2 separate regions of the Macaca mulatta genome follow, and region 2 is linked to region 1. Evidence: chromatin contacts called from public Hi-C data. All regions are on one chromosome and are shown on one strand. Each heading gives the region's core, a stretch centred on a gene start, on an enhancer-like site or on the middle of the called end of the contact. The rest is flanking DNA. Distances are from core to core; before and after follow the strand shown. Region 1 overlaps CORO2B (coronin 2B). Region 2 overlaps CORO2B (coronin 2B).

Region 1 (7,685 bases), core at 3,129-5,628:
TGCGGATTCTTGGGCCCAACTCCAAACTTTGCCATTGGCCCTGGTTCTGGGACTTGGGAGCACTGCGAGAAGATGAACTTGACGGTGCAGGGCCTTCCTCAGCTCTGGCTACTTCTGGCAGGGCTGTTGTGACCCACCGCGGGTAGGATGCTTAGGGTTTTGAAATGATGCACATGCTGTTCAGCTGGGAGGGATATTAAGGTTATTAATGTCAAAGATGCAAGTGGGCTGAGACAGAGGAGTAATGGATGGACCCGGCTAGAGAGAGAAAGGATGTGAGGTTTGAATAATAGCGCTGAGGATTAACTCGGCGCCTCCCCTGTGTCTCTTTATGTGCGTGAACTCATGCAGCCTTCCTTCCCCGGAGGCCTGCAAGGAAGGTGTGTTCGGTTCGCTTTAACAGTGGAAGGAGCTGAGGCTCAGAGACGTGAAATGACTTGCCTGAGATCACACAGCATGTATGTTGCAGAGCTGGGGTTTGTCCTCAAGTCTATCTCAATCTATGGCCAGTGATCTTTGCACTGCTCTGCTCTGTTGGGCATCCTGGCTACTGGGGGACTTCCATGGCAGAGGAGCACTGCTTGGAGGCCTGAACCTTGAAGCAGGGATGGGACAGGGAGTCCATGAAAGTGGGTGCTTACCTGTTAAGCCCGCTGGCAGGCCTAGCTTCTTGGTATCTAATGACTATTCAACACTCCTCCACCCCCGTACCCAGCCCCCAACAAACCCTCCATGTCGCTCACCTCCTGCTCTAACCAATGTGGCTTTGGCTTAAGCCAGCTCAGAGGATTAAATAAAATCCCCACCTTAACCCTATCTTCTCTCCCCTTGCTGGCCCTTCACAGACCGGCGTGTTCTTGTGGGGAACAGATAGCAGGAGGGGTGCAGGAGAGGTCCTGGGGACTGTCTTGCTGTCTACAAGCCTGCTGGTGGTAGCTCCTCCAGTACTATAGGGAAAGCCACCATGCTCTGGAAGTGTGAAGGCCTGGCCCCTAGTCCTAAATCAGCCACCAACAGGCTGTGTGACCTTGGACAGTCACTTCCATCCTTGGGCCTCTGTTTTTCTGTCTGTCAAATGTAAGACTTGATTCCAGTGATCTCTAGGGCCTCTTCTGCTGAGCCTTGGTGCAGCTTCAGTTCTGGCAAGAAAGTCACCTCTGATGGAGATTGGGAGACTCTTTGTTATCTGGGGGGTGGTCTGTTTACAAGACGGATGTGAAGGAGAACCCTAAAGAGAGTGTGAGAGGTAAGATCGCTGCTGACACACTGGGAGCGGTAGGTAGGGGAGGGAATGGGTTCGAGAGTGAGCTCCCAGGGCAGTGTCTAGGGCTCTAGACTTCTCTGCTGTTGCTTCTCCAGGCAGAGGGTCATGGCTGGGTCCCAACTTCCTGCCCCTTGGACGAATGCCTTAGTCCTTGTACCAGGTCCACTGAGGGCAGAGTCCTCTGGTTCAGGGTTAGGTATGGACTGCAGGAGCTCTGAGCTCAGAGAGGCCTGGCAAGTGGAGAAGAGGAAACCAGATGGCAAGTTGCTAGATCCTCAGTAGCACTTCCACAGAGGAGGTCAGCCTGTTTTCCGTTTTCTGCCTCTCTCATACATCCCCTTGCCCACTTAACCATGAGGTACACTGCTGAAGCTGCAGGCAAACCCTGTGGGTTTCTGAAGGACTCCTGCCCTAACTAGCCTTAGGAACACAGAGCCCCGGAAACCTTCTAGCCCCATGACATTTCTCCTGGTTATGTTTTAAAGTCTATTTGATTATATATAATTTAGTAAGTTACCTTAATTTCTTTTGGGACGAGAAAGAGAAGAAAGCCAGCAAAAGGGAAGAAAGAGCGGAGGGAAGGAAGGCTCTGATGCAGAGCCCTGAGCATGCACTGGAGGTCAAGGTGCTGCCTTCTCTCAGTCTTAGTCCAACGTGCTTCCTAGGGCAGCTCGGGGTGAGGGAGCCAAGGCTTTCCCTGAGACAAGTAGCTCCAGCTGATTTTATTCTTCATGTTCTTCTAACTGCTTTGCACAGTTTTTCTCTTTGTGTTCCATCTCAGTCATATACCAGACTAGCAGTGCTTCTCCAGTTCTAAATATCTGTTTCTACATTGCTATCAACTGGAAAAGCAGAGGACAAAGTACATTAATAGAGTTGTGTGTAAAGTACAAGTTGATGGGCTATAAGAAAACCTGTGAGCTGAAGTGTAGGCCCTTGCAACCCGCTTTGTCCTGCTCAAAGGCCCTTTGAGGGATTTCCTGGCTGCTGGCTGTGATGTGACCAGAGGTAGGTCTTCCAGGTAAGGGAGGAGGTGGCTTACAGCGATCAGGCTCCCCTGTTTTCAGGTGTGCCGTGTTAAGTTAGATGCTATGAGCTGAATGCTTTTTACCTTCCTGAGCCTGGCTCAAGGGGTCAGTGGTCCAGGAACCAAGTGCCCTGAGCAGCAGAATTGCCTGCTGCACCCCAGAAGGCCTCAGGAGAAGGAGTGTGGGAAAAGAGAAGACCTTGGTTGCCAACATGCTCCTTCCTGCTAAGCAGATAGATTGTAGGTCCGTGAGCAGCACAGTCAGCGGTACCTTGGCCCCTCTTTCTGTGGGCAACCTTCTCTCTGCTGCCCCAGCTGCAGCAGGGCACAGACTGCTGATAGGAGCCAGTGGCTCCTGCTGAATGTGAAAGGACTGAGGATGATGTTATCCTGCCCAGGTAATAGCAGGTCTGCATTTGCCAAAGATCGTGTGTCTCTAGGGCCCCTACAGAGTCACCCACAGGAAAATAAAATTTTGGAGCAGGCACATCCCCCAACCCTTTCCTTGAGAAATGAGGGAGCTGAGACCCTGGAAGCAGAAGTTGTGACGTTGTGACTTGCCCAAAGTCATTCAACAAGTTTGAGGCTGGAGGGGCTGGCATGTCAATCCTCCTGACTGGTGGTCAGTGCTCTTTCCACCTGGCTGCCCTGGGAAGGGGTCCTGGGGCAGCCTGAGCAGGCACAGGTGTTTTGGCCCCACTCCAGTTACCCCACTGCATCGCCCCTGCCTGTCCTGCTGGTGCCTGGATTTCCCTCTGTGGGATACCCTCTGCCCTAGATGGAAAAAGCATTGCGGGGATGGGAGGAGGGACAGGATGTGGGGCAGGGGAGCCAAGTCCATGGGAGCCTTGCTATACCTACAGTCAGATGGCGAGGGGGATTATAAGGCCTCTCTGCCTCCGGTTCCCTGACGCAGAATCTAGGTATCTGGGAGATACCTGAACCTCCTGGCATTCTACATCCCAGCACCTTGTTCCTATCTGGGTCTCCCTGGGAGAGGAAGTGAGAGAGCCAGCACCTCAGGAAGCCTTGGTGAAGAGGAAGCGGGGGAACCAGCACAGAGCCAGCTCCCGGGTGGGAGCCCACTTGCGGGTGGGCAGGAGCTCTGCCTGCTCTGCCCACACACCCTTTATGCCTCCTCTCCCTTCCCGGGCTTCTTCCAGATATCCAGCATTCTCATGCTGGGAGGTGTGCGGCTAGGAGTCATTCGTTCCTTTAGCCAGCACCCTCTGAGCACCTACCCTGGGCCAGACCCTGTGTGAGGCATTAGGAACACAGTGGCATTAGCCACAGTCCCTGGGATCCAGGGCCTTAGAGGAGAAGGACATGGAAAGGCCAAAGCCCTGAGTTCAGAGTCTCGAGGTCCAGTGGGCAGAAGCTGGGAGATCTCTTGTCTTGCCTGCATACTGTAAGTGCCTAATGAATGCAGGCTCTTTCCTTCCTTACTGTCTCTCCCTCTAGGCAATGAATCTCACTCTCCAGAAAAGCACTGTCAGATGCTTTCTTCCTGACTGTGCCCAGAGGCCCTGTGTTCCCCTCCCCCCAGGCACTGCCACCTTGACACCTATGGCAGCTCTTAGAGGAAGCTGGGCAGGGTGTGAGGCTCTCCAGGGCTCCCAGAATCACCCCACACTGGCCAGCCCTGTGAGGTTGGCACACACGAGTTTGGCTGGTTGGGAGTGTGGACGCTGGCTGGGCCAATGTCCTGGCAGCTCAGGGATGGAGTGAGTTTTTCCACTGCTCTCCCAGGCCAACTAGCTGGAGCAGACACAGCCTCCGCCAGGGCCAGTACTGGTGGAGTCTCGGCTACTGGCACCCGGGCAGCCCTGATTCTGATTTGGATATGCCTGGCCACAGAGATTATCTTGTGTCCAGGAGATGAAAATGTGTGCAAATTCTCTCTGCGCCCAGCCCGGTCTCCTTCCCTCTTTTCCTGATCAGCCCCATTGGGTTCCCATTCCTCCCCCTTTTGGCCCCGCAGGCTCAGGCCCAGGGTCCTGAAGCACCCTGCAGCCTGGGGAGCTTGGAGCAGCTGGCATGGGGCAGGCCCTGCCAGGGAAGGACAGATGCAAATCCAGTGGCTTCCACATGAAAAGAAGCTGTTTAGAATGAGCCTCTCCTTTGTGGGCCTGGAGTGCAGGACCAGCTGCTAAGGAGGCACAAGTGGGGTGGGGGTGGGGAATGGGGAGAAGCCACCACCGCCCTTCCTCACCCCTCCTTTTTGCCCCCACAGAGGCCCCTGGAGGGATTTTGTAATTGGTTTCTGGCTGGCACCCTCCTTCCAATTAATTAATGTAGCGATGGGAGGCTCCCAGGTTTGCTCAGGCTGTCTTTCGTACAGAATACATCCATGGGTTACTGCCCTGAATCCCATCAGCTTTCTCATGGTGGGGAGGGTCCCCTCTATTTAGGGATGGATAAACAATGTCTGAGTGGAGAGATGACCACACCCTGGTCCCAGAGCTAATGTGGGTCAGAGGCGGGATGCATGCCCAGATCTTCTGGCTTTGAGCCAGAACCTTTTCAATCCGATCACATAATGGTCCACAACCCGTGAAGATTAATCACCATCATCACGATAATGACAGTTATCAAGCAGGCGTTGGGCATGCATGATCGCATTTACTCGGCACAACCATGGGGTAGATTCTATTATCCATCCCATTTTCCAGAGGAGGAGAGTGAGGCTTAGTGAGAGTAGGTGAACTGCTCAAGGTCACAGGTTGAATGAATTGGGGGGGAGCAGGGATTTGTACCTGGGCTGTCTGACTCCAGAGAACACTTTCATCTCACTTCTAGGCCTTTGGTCCTGGGACATGATCCTACTCTGCTTCCACTCCCCACCAGCCCCCCACCTACAACACAGTGGGCTATTATCTGTTGTGTCTGTGGTCCAGCCACTGAGGATGTGCAGGACAAATGCTGGTTGCCTTGAGGGTGATGCCTATGGTTGTGTCCTGCTTAGATTTGCCTGTGGTCTTTACTGGAGCTGGGAGTCATGTAAATAATTCGGGGAAGGGTGCTGGGGGAGGAGGGTGTCCTATGCATGGTGTTTGACATCAGATCGGGCTGCTTGGGCAGGGCATTCAGCCCAGGGCAGAACAAAGTATGACAGAGGCAGAGCCGCCTTCTCCATTTCCATGAGGGTAGCTTGGTTCAGAGAACGCAGGTCCCTGGTCCAGGCCTGCAGCCCTTACAAGAAGCAGCCTTTTCTCTAGATAGCCCCTGATGATTTGGGGTGCCACTGGCTAGGAATGCTGGCTTTGAAGTCAAACACATGGCAGTCTGTCATTTACTTTCTGTGTATTCTTGGGCAAGTTGCCTCACCTCTCTGAACATCTGTTTCCTCATCCATTCATTGGGATTGATAATAGTAGCACTTAAGAGGATTGTTATTAAGATAAAGTGAGCTGGTCCATGTGAGGCACTTACCATATGCCTGACATGTAGTGTTAGCTGTTATTCTCAGGAAGACAGAAAATTAATGAGTGTCCTGGGGCTTATGAAATGAGCAATACAGGGAACTCTGGGAATAGCAGGGGGCCTGATGTAGTCAGAGGGATCAGGAAGTGACTTTAAGTTGAGTCATGAAGGATGAGTGGGAGGTAGCAGGTGAAAGGAGGGGAGCTGAGGAGGGAGCAATAGGCCAGGGATGAATGGGCAAACGTCAGGAGTCAAAAACCATGGACCTTGATCGCTTCCTGCATGCCGGGCATTGATGAGAGCGTGATACAAGTATCCACTCATTTAATCCTCAGAGCAACATCATGGTATAGGTTACTGTTATCATCCCTGCTTTACAGATAAGGACGCAGGCACAGAGAGGCTAAGTCACCTGTAAAAGGTGGCCCAGTGAGGCAGGATGGAACTGGTCCATGTCCGGACCTCTGGATTCTGGCCTCTTTCCTTCCCCTTGCCTGCTGCTTGGTGATAGGGATGGTGACCTGACCCTGGATGCTTCTAAAACTAACCCAGGCAGGGGGATGTGGAAGTTCCAAGTTCAGTTGCCCACCCCGATGCCTCACAGAGCCTCCTTGCGCTGTGTAAGGAGGCCAGAGGCTCTCCTGGCTCTCAGGCAGGAGGGAGAAGTCATTTATTTTTCCAAAAGGAAACTTTGCTCTGGCAGGAAAATTTCCACCTTATATTTGTAGTGGGCTCAATTATGACCATTTTTGTTCTTTAGATCTTTCTTATTATCTATATTGGGCCTTGGTCTTTAAAGTCAAACTATAGGGAGATATGTATGCGCACACACACAGGCACACATTTTTTTCTAAAGTGTTAAAAGTCCACGCCAATAGTCCCAGCTACTCAGGAGGCTGAGGCAGGAGGATCAGTCTGGGAAACATAGTGAGACCCCATCTCTAAAACAAACAAACAAACAAAAACCCCTAAGTGTCTGCAGTTTGGTGTCTGCTTTGCCTGAGCTCAGAGAAGGTGGATGTTTTACGTGGTGTTCATGCCACAGGCTTAAACTTACTGGCCCCTGTATGAGACAAATGCTAACACCCCTGGAGGCTCTGGCTGCCCAGAGTGGTGGTGTGTGGAGGCTCACCCCGGGTAGGTGCTTATGCTAATTCCTGGGAAGCCTCCATGATCGGTATTTAACCCCGGAGATGTCTGAGGTCATCTGGGCCGGCCCTCTGCCTGTACAGCACTCTACACTTTTTAGGAATATGAGAATGATTCCTAATTTTAATTTAGATTAGTTTTAAAAATACTAATTTACTAGTAGGCAGTTCCCAGCCTTTTACCAGGTGCTAGGTCCCTGCTTTCAAGGGACCAACAGGCAATAACAATAACGATGATAACAGAAGCGGCTAACCCTTCCAGAGCACTTAGTTTATGCCAAGCGTATACAATCTGTTTTATATGTATTAATTCATTTAAGCTTCATGACAGTCTATGAAATCTGTGCTATTATTATCCCCCTTCCTATGGTTGCAGAAATGGAGGTCCAGGGAAAGAAGGGAGGTAACTTTTACAGTGTTCCCACAGCCAGTCAGGGACTCAGCTTGCCTCGCAGGCCTTCTGTCTTGCCACTTTGTCAGGCTGGTGGGAATGACCCGGAAACATGTAGTCCAGAGCACGGGACCTGGAGGCAGAAGACCCAGGCCTTGCTCTTGCCTCTGCTCCTTACTGTGTGACCTTGGGCTAGTCCCTGGATGTCTCTGAGTCTCTGTGAAAATGGAGTTAGTAGTCTATCTCTGTAGGGTGCTCTAATATTCAAGTAACACGGGAAAGATGTAAATAAGGCGCTTTGTAGATGTCATGGAAGGAAATGGTTTATTGTGATGTCTAATCTGTGCCCCCTCCTTTCTTCTTCCTCACCAGTATTTCAAGGCCCTCAGATTTAGGCAGTTCCTTCCAATAGCTAGCCCACTTCTCCCCTGC
Region 2 (7,685 bases), core at 1,351-3,850, 70 kb after region 1:
AAGTCTATTTCATGTTCTCCTGAAAAACATTTTTATTAAAAATAACTTTTTTTAAGACAGAAAAGTTAATGAGAAGAATGGTATCATTTTACACTTTTGCAAATCTCTTTAATATTAGTCTGGCTTATTAGAAGACAGCTGGCTGGCTTTGCATAGCACACATTATGCAGCCTTTGGAAAACCCCACTGTACACTCCAGAGAGAGAAAGAGAGTGAAATGGCAGATAATGTCCTATTATTAGGAAAATACTTTTGACCCAGTGGACTGCATAAAATGGTCTCGGGGATCTCCAGAGGTCCCCAGACCATACACTGAGGACCAGAGATGCAGAGTAATATTTAACAAGAGAAAACTATTTATATGATACACTGTTACGTGAAGAAATGCAATATATGATTAATGATTAATCACATTACAAATATTTATCCCCTGTAATCCCAGCACTTTGGGAGGCCAAGGCGGGCAGATCACCTGAGGTCAGGCATTCGAGACCAGCCTGACCAACATGGAGAAACTCCGTCTCTACTAAAAATACAAAACTAGCTGGGCATCGTGGTGGGCGCCTGTAGTCCCAGCTACTCCGGAGGCTGAGGCAGGAGAATGGCGTGAACCCGGGAGGCGGAGGTTGCAGTGAGCTGAGATCCGGCCACTGCATTCCAGCCTGGGCAACAAGAACGAAACTCCATATAAAAAAAAAAGAGAGAGAGAAGGAGAAATTGAGACATTCCTGGCCAACATGGTGAAACCCCGTCTCTACTAAAAATACAAAAATTGGCTGGGCATGATGGCGCGTGCCTATAATCCCAGCTACTTGGGAGGCTGAGGCAGGAGAATCGCTTGAGGTTGTAGTGAGCCGAGATCGCGGAACTGCACTCCAGCCTGGCGACAGAACGAGATTCCGTCTCAAAAACAAAAACAAAAACTATTTACCTATCTGGAAGCGACTGAAAAAAATATACATCAAATGTCAAAAGTTATGTTATCTCCCAAGTATTGGGAGCATGAGTCCTCTGTAATTTTCTTTTCCCTTAGCTATATGATCTAAATTTCTTACGAGTACTTAACGTTTTGTACTTTGGAAAAAATAAAGGCAATTCGCTGATGTGAAGAGGGAGCCCCTGAAGTTTCAGAGGCCCTGCAGGCCGGAGAGGGGCTCAGTGTAGTGTGTGCACCGGTATGGACAAGAGGGGCCCCATCCGCTCGGTTTGCCTGCTGCCCTCCGGCCAGATGAAAGTCTTCATCTACCTTGAACATCAGCCCTCCCTAATGTATGTAGCAAATGTTTCCTCCCAGAGTAACACCTGAATCTGGGCTCGCTGCAGAAAGTTGAAACAGAACTGCGGGACCCATAATGAAGGCATGGCGAGGGGTGGGGTGGGTTCTTGACTCCGTGGGGGGGTAAGGCAGCTCCTTGATCTGCGAGGCTCAAGTAGTTTCAGGCAGGACCCTGAGTCTGGGGACTATGGGACAAAGGGTCCCGCCTCCAAAGTGGAGTGGCTTAGGTATTGGAGCCAACACCGGCTTTCCCTGCCGCCCAGGCCACGGCCGTCCCTCTACCGCCCCCTGTGGCCAGGGCTGGGCCTGCAAGCATGGGACAGCCTCCCGGTTGGTGCAGGGGGTGCGGGGAGAGGGAGGCAGTCAGTCCCAATGCGGAACCCTTCCTTGATTTGGCAGCGGTGGAGATGTTGTTCCATGCTACCCGATTTTCTAGGAGGAAGAAGGGTCAGATTATTTTAGCTCCAGTTTTCACCCCCTCAGTTTGATAGAAATTTCCCTGAAAACAGTTTCCTGTATTCAATTCAAACACAGAAGAGATTTTGGCCATTTCTCGGTGACTGCAAATCATCACTTTGAGCGTTAGTTATGAGCTATTAACTGATGGTGGGGCAGTCTTGTCCCTACGCTGAATGGCTCCAGATTTTTGTCTTGAGCAAACAGCAGGCCGCAGAGAATTGTCTTAGTTCTTCTCTAAATTTTTTCCCTCTACTATCATCGAGTGTCTCCTCTCATTCCTTGCTTGCTTTTCTAAGAGATGTGGGCCAGAAGCGAATAGCACCTGCCCAGGATGCCCAAATCCCTGCCCCGAGGCCACACCTCCTGAGGAAGGCTCAGAACCTTCCACAGAGCTTTTCTCTCCTTGCTCCGTTTCCTTCAAAACCAGCTTGCTTGAGATTTCCATATTTATGATTAAAAATTATTCTGCAGAGTAGGAAGCCATGTCCACAACAACTACAAACAACAACCGCGATGATGCTTTGCCTTTGTACAGCACTCTCGAGTTCCAGCAAACTCTGTGTTCATTGATCCTCTCAGCAGGTGGGTAGAGCCGGGCATACAGTGTGGACCTCAAACCAGCTCACTTATTTCTGAATCCACGATTCTTTCCGCCGCCCATGATGCTGGTAAACAGATAAGTTCTGGCTGGCAGATCTCGAAGGAGTGGCTCTGTCTTCCCCAGGTCTCTTATTCACGCTGCCGTTGTGAAGGCCAGTGCCTGCTTTTTCCCCTAGTTAACATTCAGCCGCCAGCTCTCTGGAGTGGAATGTTAAGCTGCAGATGGGGGAGCAATCAGCACCCTGATTGCCTGGCACAGCTGGAGGGGCCTTATGAGTATTCCAGAGAGCAGGCACTGTGCCCAGCAGCCTGATTAACCACCGGGGCCTCCCCAGGGGCGCCACCCCTTTCCGGCTGCACTTCACCAGGACTGCCTGCCACTTCCAGATCCAGGCCACAGGAAGACCAGGGCTAGAACCAGAGCTACCTGCTACCCCAACTGGCACCTGGCAGAAAGAGAAGAAACCTGGCCTAGATATCAAGAGTCTGGGTTCTCCCTATAACCCAGCCATTCTCAGTCCCAGCTGTACACCGGGTCTCTGGGGCTGGGGTGGTGCATTCTCCCTCCCCACCACGATAGTGTGGCCTGAGGAAATTTTGAGGATCTAATGTACCTGCTCTGTTTGAATCTCACCTCAAATTCTATGATGAAAGTATACTTATTCTCCCCGTTTTACAGATAAAGAAACAGAGGCTCAGAAAAGTCACAGCCCACAAGTAGCAGAGTCAGAATTTAGTCCAGGGCTCTCCCAGTCATGTGCCTGCCCACCTTACAGTGGATTAGAGGGGAGCATTTCTATAAATGTGCCTTGTATTATTATTACTGCCATTTGGATGTCTTAGAGGATTTCCTTGAATGTTGATTCAGCCAACACTTTAGTACACCTCTCTGATGAGCTGACACCCCATGTGTCCATCTCTTTTGGAAGCCAAGAGCATAGATGTTTCCAGACTCCATACAAGTGCAGCAGATCTTGGGGAAGCTTACTCTCTGAAGGAATGAAGCAACAATTCTAGTTGGCAAGGAGAAGCAGGGGTGGGGTCCTGGAGGAGAGGTCCAGACAAGATAGCATGACTCCAGAGGTCAGGAGGCAAAACTGGCCCACCGACCCGCCCATCCATCCAACAGATGGGTGTTGAATGCCTGCTAGGTTTCAGTCAGAGTTCCTCAACCGAAGAGGAAGCAGTGAACAACACCAAGTCTTGACCACCTGGAGTTAGCCCAGTTGGCTGCCTGTCTTGGACTGAGAGCCCCCAGGGGTGGGAAATGTATCTGGTTTGCACGGGGACTGGCTCACAGTAGATCCTCAGCCAAGGGGCCATTGGGCTGACCTATGGCCAAGTCACAGAGGCAGGTGCCCATCTACCCTGAGATGGGGTCTCTTCTTTGCTGATCCTGGCAGCTCATCCCCACCAGATCCTAGGGAGAATGCAGCACCCTACAGGGGCTGCCCAGACCGAAAGGGGCTGCATCCTCCCCTGAAAGCCCTTAGAATGATATTGCATGGCCCAGCTGTTCTTAACTCTGGAGTTGAATCTAGAAGTTGGTGGATCAATTAGCTCCATAGCTCACAGCATGTCTTAGGCCTAATATGAAAAGAAGGATTGGGAGGAAAGGTGCCTAGCTCAGTGCTGAGGACTGTAATAAAATAATATTTTGTTTGCTCACCCAAAGCCTTCATTCCCATTCCAGATTTCTGTAACACCCCATCACTCCCCCATAATCAGCACTGAGCTCCTCAAGCCTTCTCTCCCTCAGAAAAACAAAAAACAAAAAAAAAGCCTGAATCTTCATCACTGCTCTGCAGTGAGGTTTCCGCCTCTCCAAGGGAATTCAGAGAGCCTTTTCCAAATCCATTTTTCAGATCTTTCCTCAATCGTTCTTTGTTCTTCAGGCTGCCTTCCGCTTGGTGCAATTTGCATCTCAAAGCCCGTGACAGCCTGAATGTACAGTAAGTGACTTTGGAAAAGGGAGGAGAATTGTGCTCTCAAAGAGAAAAGTCGCAACTTTATTTCATTTGTCTGAGGCCCAAGATTGACAGCCTTGCTTTGTGTTTTTCCTTTTTTGGAAGAATGGCTGCTGATTTTTGAGGAAAATGAAGGCAAGCCCTTCAGCAGAAATGGAAGTGTCGCTCTCTTATTTTATTACAAGGTTATGGGATGCGCATTCTCTGGATTTGGAGTCCAGGGGGCCAGAGATGCAGCCTGGCTGGTGGGCATCATGGTAGGTCAAAGAATCCATCCCTTTGCCTTGGGCCAGGGTCTACAGCTGAGCTGTCTTCCTGGCTCAATCCCTCTCATTCCTTGCAGAGCCAGGGAGGCTGGAAATTATAGTAAAATTATAGTAGCTGGTTCACTAGGACTCTGTGAAGTCAAGCCATGGGCCCTAACTCTGCCCAGAGGCACTGCCCTGACCTCTGAAGCATCGGCCAGTCTGCTTGATCTGCTACCCATTTTCCTTCTAGGGCCTGGAGCCTCCCATACCTTTGGAAGTTGTAGCTCCACCCCTCAGCTGTGAAACCCTAGGCCTCTAATGTCTGCTTCTCAGTTTCCCTGTTTGTGAAATAATAATAGTGCATGCTGCTCAGGGTGCTGCGATGATTAAATAAGGTGCTGTCAAAAGCGCTTAGCATGTAGCCTGGCCCATAGTACGTGCTAGTAAATGGGAGCCATGGTGATGCCAAGGACTGTTACCCATCTCCAGTCCTCCCCATCCTAGCAATAGCCTGTTAGCTTTGGTGAGCTTTGGAGCCCGTGGCCAGCAAGTGAGAGCCTTGTCTTTGGCCTTCCTGCTACTGTTGTCAGGCACAGTCCCTGAGTATTCCTAGCAGTGAGCTACATCGAGGGGAAGGCACCCATAGGCAAGTCATTTGTGCCTGAAAGGGTACAGGGATGGTGGTGCGGGGCCTCCAGGGAGGCATGACTGGGGTGGCCATGCCAGGCTGGGCGCCTGGAGGTGAGGGATTCTAGGGAGGGTCCAGGGCTGCCATGGAGCCTGGTGGTGCCCCTCTCAAGCCAGCCTGCCTGTTTATCTGGATTTGGACTGCCTGCCAGGGTTTAATGAGGGAAGGCATGTAAAGGTTTTACCGCAGTGCCTGGCATAGAGCAAGTGCTCAACAAATCTGAGCTATATTGCTTCTATTATTAAAAGACCCAGGCTGGTGGGAGAAAGCGGTGCTGGAATTGAGACGGGGGCTCTGTGGGGTCTAACTGCCTCAGACGGAAGCACAGCCCCATTGAATGAGCATGAGCTCTGTGCTCTGAGCCAGGCTGAAGCCACACAGTCCTCACAGTCCATGCCTCTCACCAGCCCACCTCCCCAGTGCCCCAATCCCAGTCTTCCATTAACACAATGCCAGAGTCAGAGGGGACCCCAGGGATCATATATTCCAACCACCTTGTTGTGCCCACGACAAGTCCTGATCCCAAAAAGGAGAAGTGTCTTATCCAAGGTTGCATGACATGCCTGGACACCCTCTGGCCCCCTTCCCCAGCATCCTTGCCCTCAGCCCCTTCTCAGAGTCCAAACTCACATCTACTAAGGTGTTGATGATAACAATGGCTTTCCTTTACTAAGGGAATTTGCATTTGATGGAGGTTAGGGTGAGATTTAAGGAGACCAAACTCTTGAGACCGGAAGGAATGTGTTGATAATAGTGGAATTTCAGTCTGCAGGAGATCTTTCCACAAAGGGCAGCCATCCCCAAGCCCCCCAACAGGAGGCCAGGCAGTGACTTACTGTTGTGTCTCGTCCGAGCCTGTAGCTTTGGAAGCACCCTCCTCATGTGTCAGTGACTCTCAGCACTTCAAGGGACAAAAATGATTTAGGGTGCAAGAGGGTTGTGGGGAGTGGAACTAAGGTTGCCTGGCTTGAAACAGAGCTTCGCCCTGGGGGCAGTTGGGGCCCAGAGGCCTTGGCCGAGGCTCCTACCACTGGCCTTTCTCCTGGCAGCTTCCAGAACAATGGCTGCCTGTTTGCCCTGCCTGAGAAACTTCAGGCCTGATTTAGTTCTTAGGGCAGTTTCCATTTCCAGATGGCCTTCCTCATGTCCCTGACCACCCCCACCACCACCCCACCCTCCCACCACCAGCTCCCATCCCAAGGCTCTTGACTTGATGGAGGGGTGTGGGAGGAAGAACGGTTGATCCCAGCATTCACAGCCTCACATGTCAAGAGACAGCTCTGTGATATCAGCATCACATAGCACTTCTTGTCTCCCCGCTTTCCATTCCACTCAGCCAAGACCTTGATTTCAGTTGCTAAGCAACCTGTGCCTGAGTTTCCAAGTGGGTCGTCAGGTGAGCATGAGAGGTGGAAGGTATGGAAGGGTAGTGCTTAAAACTGCAATTTATGGATGGAGACACAGAGGCCCAGAGAGGGCAAGATACTTGGTCAGGGTTGCACAGCTAGTTAGTGCCCCATGTGTCAGATGATTGATCCTGGCAGCCAATGCTTCAGAACCATCCCATTTCCCACTCCTCCTTCCCCCACCAAGAGAAGCACCCAGACAACAGCAACACCTTAGAGACTTCCCGTGAGAGGCTTCCATCTACCTGGACAGGGAGGCAGTGTGCTCAGAGGTTAGGTGTGCAGGGTCTGCATCAGCTGGCCTGGCTTTCAATCCTGATTCTACCATTTGCCAGCCATGTTCTTTGGGCAAGTTATGTAACTGATCTGTGCCTCGGTTTCCTTTGCTGCAGAATGAGAGCCATGCTAGTCCTAACCCCGAGGCTGTTCTGAGGATTCAGTGAGGTGTTATATAAAGCCTGGAAGGTGCTTGGCTCAGGGCAAACCTTTCAGTGCAAGTCTGCCTGTGTGATCCTGGCTTGCTGGCTCTGATGCACCCTCCCCACCTAGGGTCCAGTGCCCCTGCTCTCCAGTTTGCTCATTTATCTCGTGAGAATTCTGCCTTAATGTTATGAGGTCACAGACGGAGTACAAAAGTTCACAAACTTTAGTTTTTAACACTGAATCATTTTATTCAAATAAAACAGATTAACTTTTGGGGGAGTCAGGCATAGATCCTTTTGGCAGTCTAGAAAAACTCATAGACCCCTTCACAGAATAAAGTTTTTAAGTATACAAAATAGGATTACAAAAGAAGCCAATTATATGAAACACAGGCCAAGCACAGTGGCTCACACCTGTAATCCCAGCACTTTGGGAGGCCAAGGTGGAAGGATTGCTTGAGCCCAGGAGTTTGGGACCAGCCTGGGCAACATAGCAAGACACCATCTCTACGAAATACAAAAAAATGAGCCAGGTGTGGTGGCATATGCTAGTAGTCCCAGATACTTGGGAGGCTGAGGTGGGAGCATCACTCGAACCCGGGGAAGTCGAGGCTGCAGT

Evidence for each region. Hi-C and Micro-C count contacts between places; a contact is called where the count stands out from the background.
Region 2: a contact with region 1 is called in a Hi-C map of fetal cortex germinal zone, with 1.9 times the contacts expected there. The contact joins two enhancer-like sites. A contact is called at or near these places in 2 of 14 Hi-C or Micro-C datasets (fetal cortex germinal zone and fetal cortical plate).

The regions. Positions count from the first base shown.
Region 1 is chr7:46,152,548-46,160,232 of T2T-MMU8v2.0, forward strand. The region is part of intron 1 of CORO2B (coronin 2B); the gene reads left to right. Among named protein-coding and RNA genes, the nearest start is that of CORO2B, 5.7 kb to the left of the region's middle. Within about 2 kb of position 4,379, at least 5 of the 40 cell types and tissues checked have an H3K27ac peak or open chromatin away from gene starts, as enhancers often do. A contact at or near this core is called in fetal cortex germinal zone, where this site is marked.
Region 2 is chr7:46,224,086-46,231,770 of T2T-MMU8v2.0, forward strand. The region is part of intron 2 of CORO2B (coronin 2B); the gene reads left to right. Among named protein-coding and RNA genes, the nearest start is that of CORO2B, 77 kb to the left of the region's middle. Within about 2 kb of position 2,601, at least 10 of the 40 cell types and tissues checked have an H3K27ac peak or open chromatin away from gene starts, as enhancers often do. A contact at or near this core is called in fetal cortex germinal zone, where this site is marked.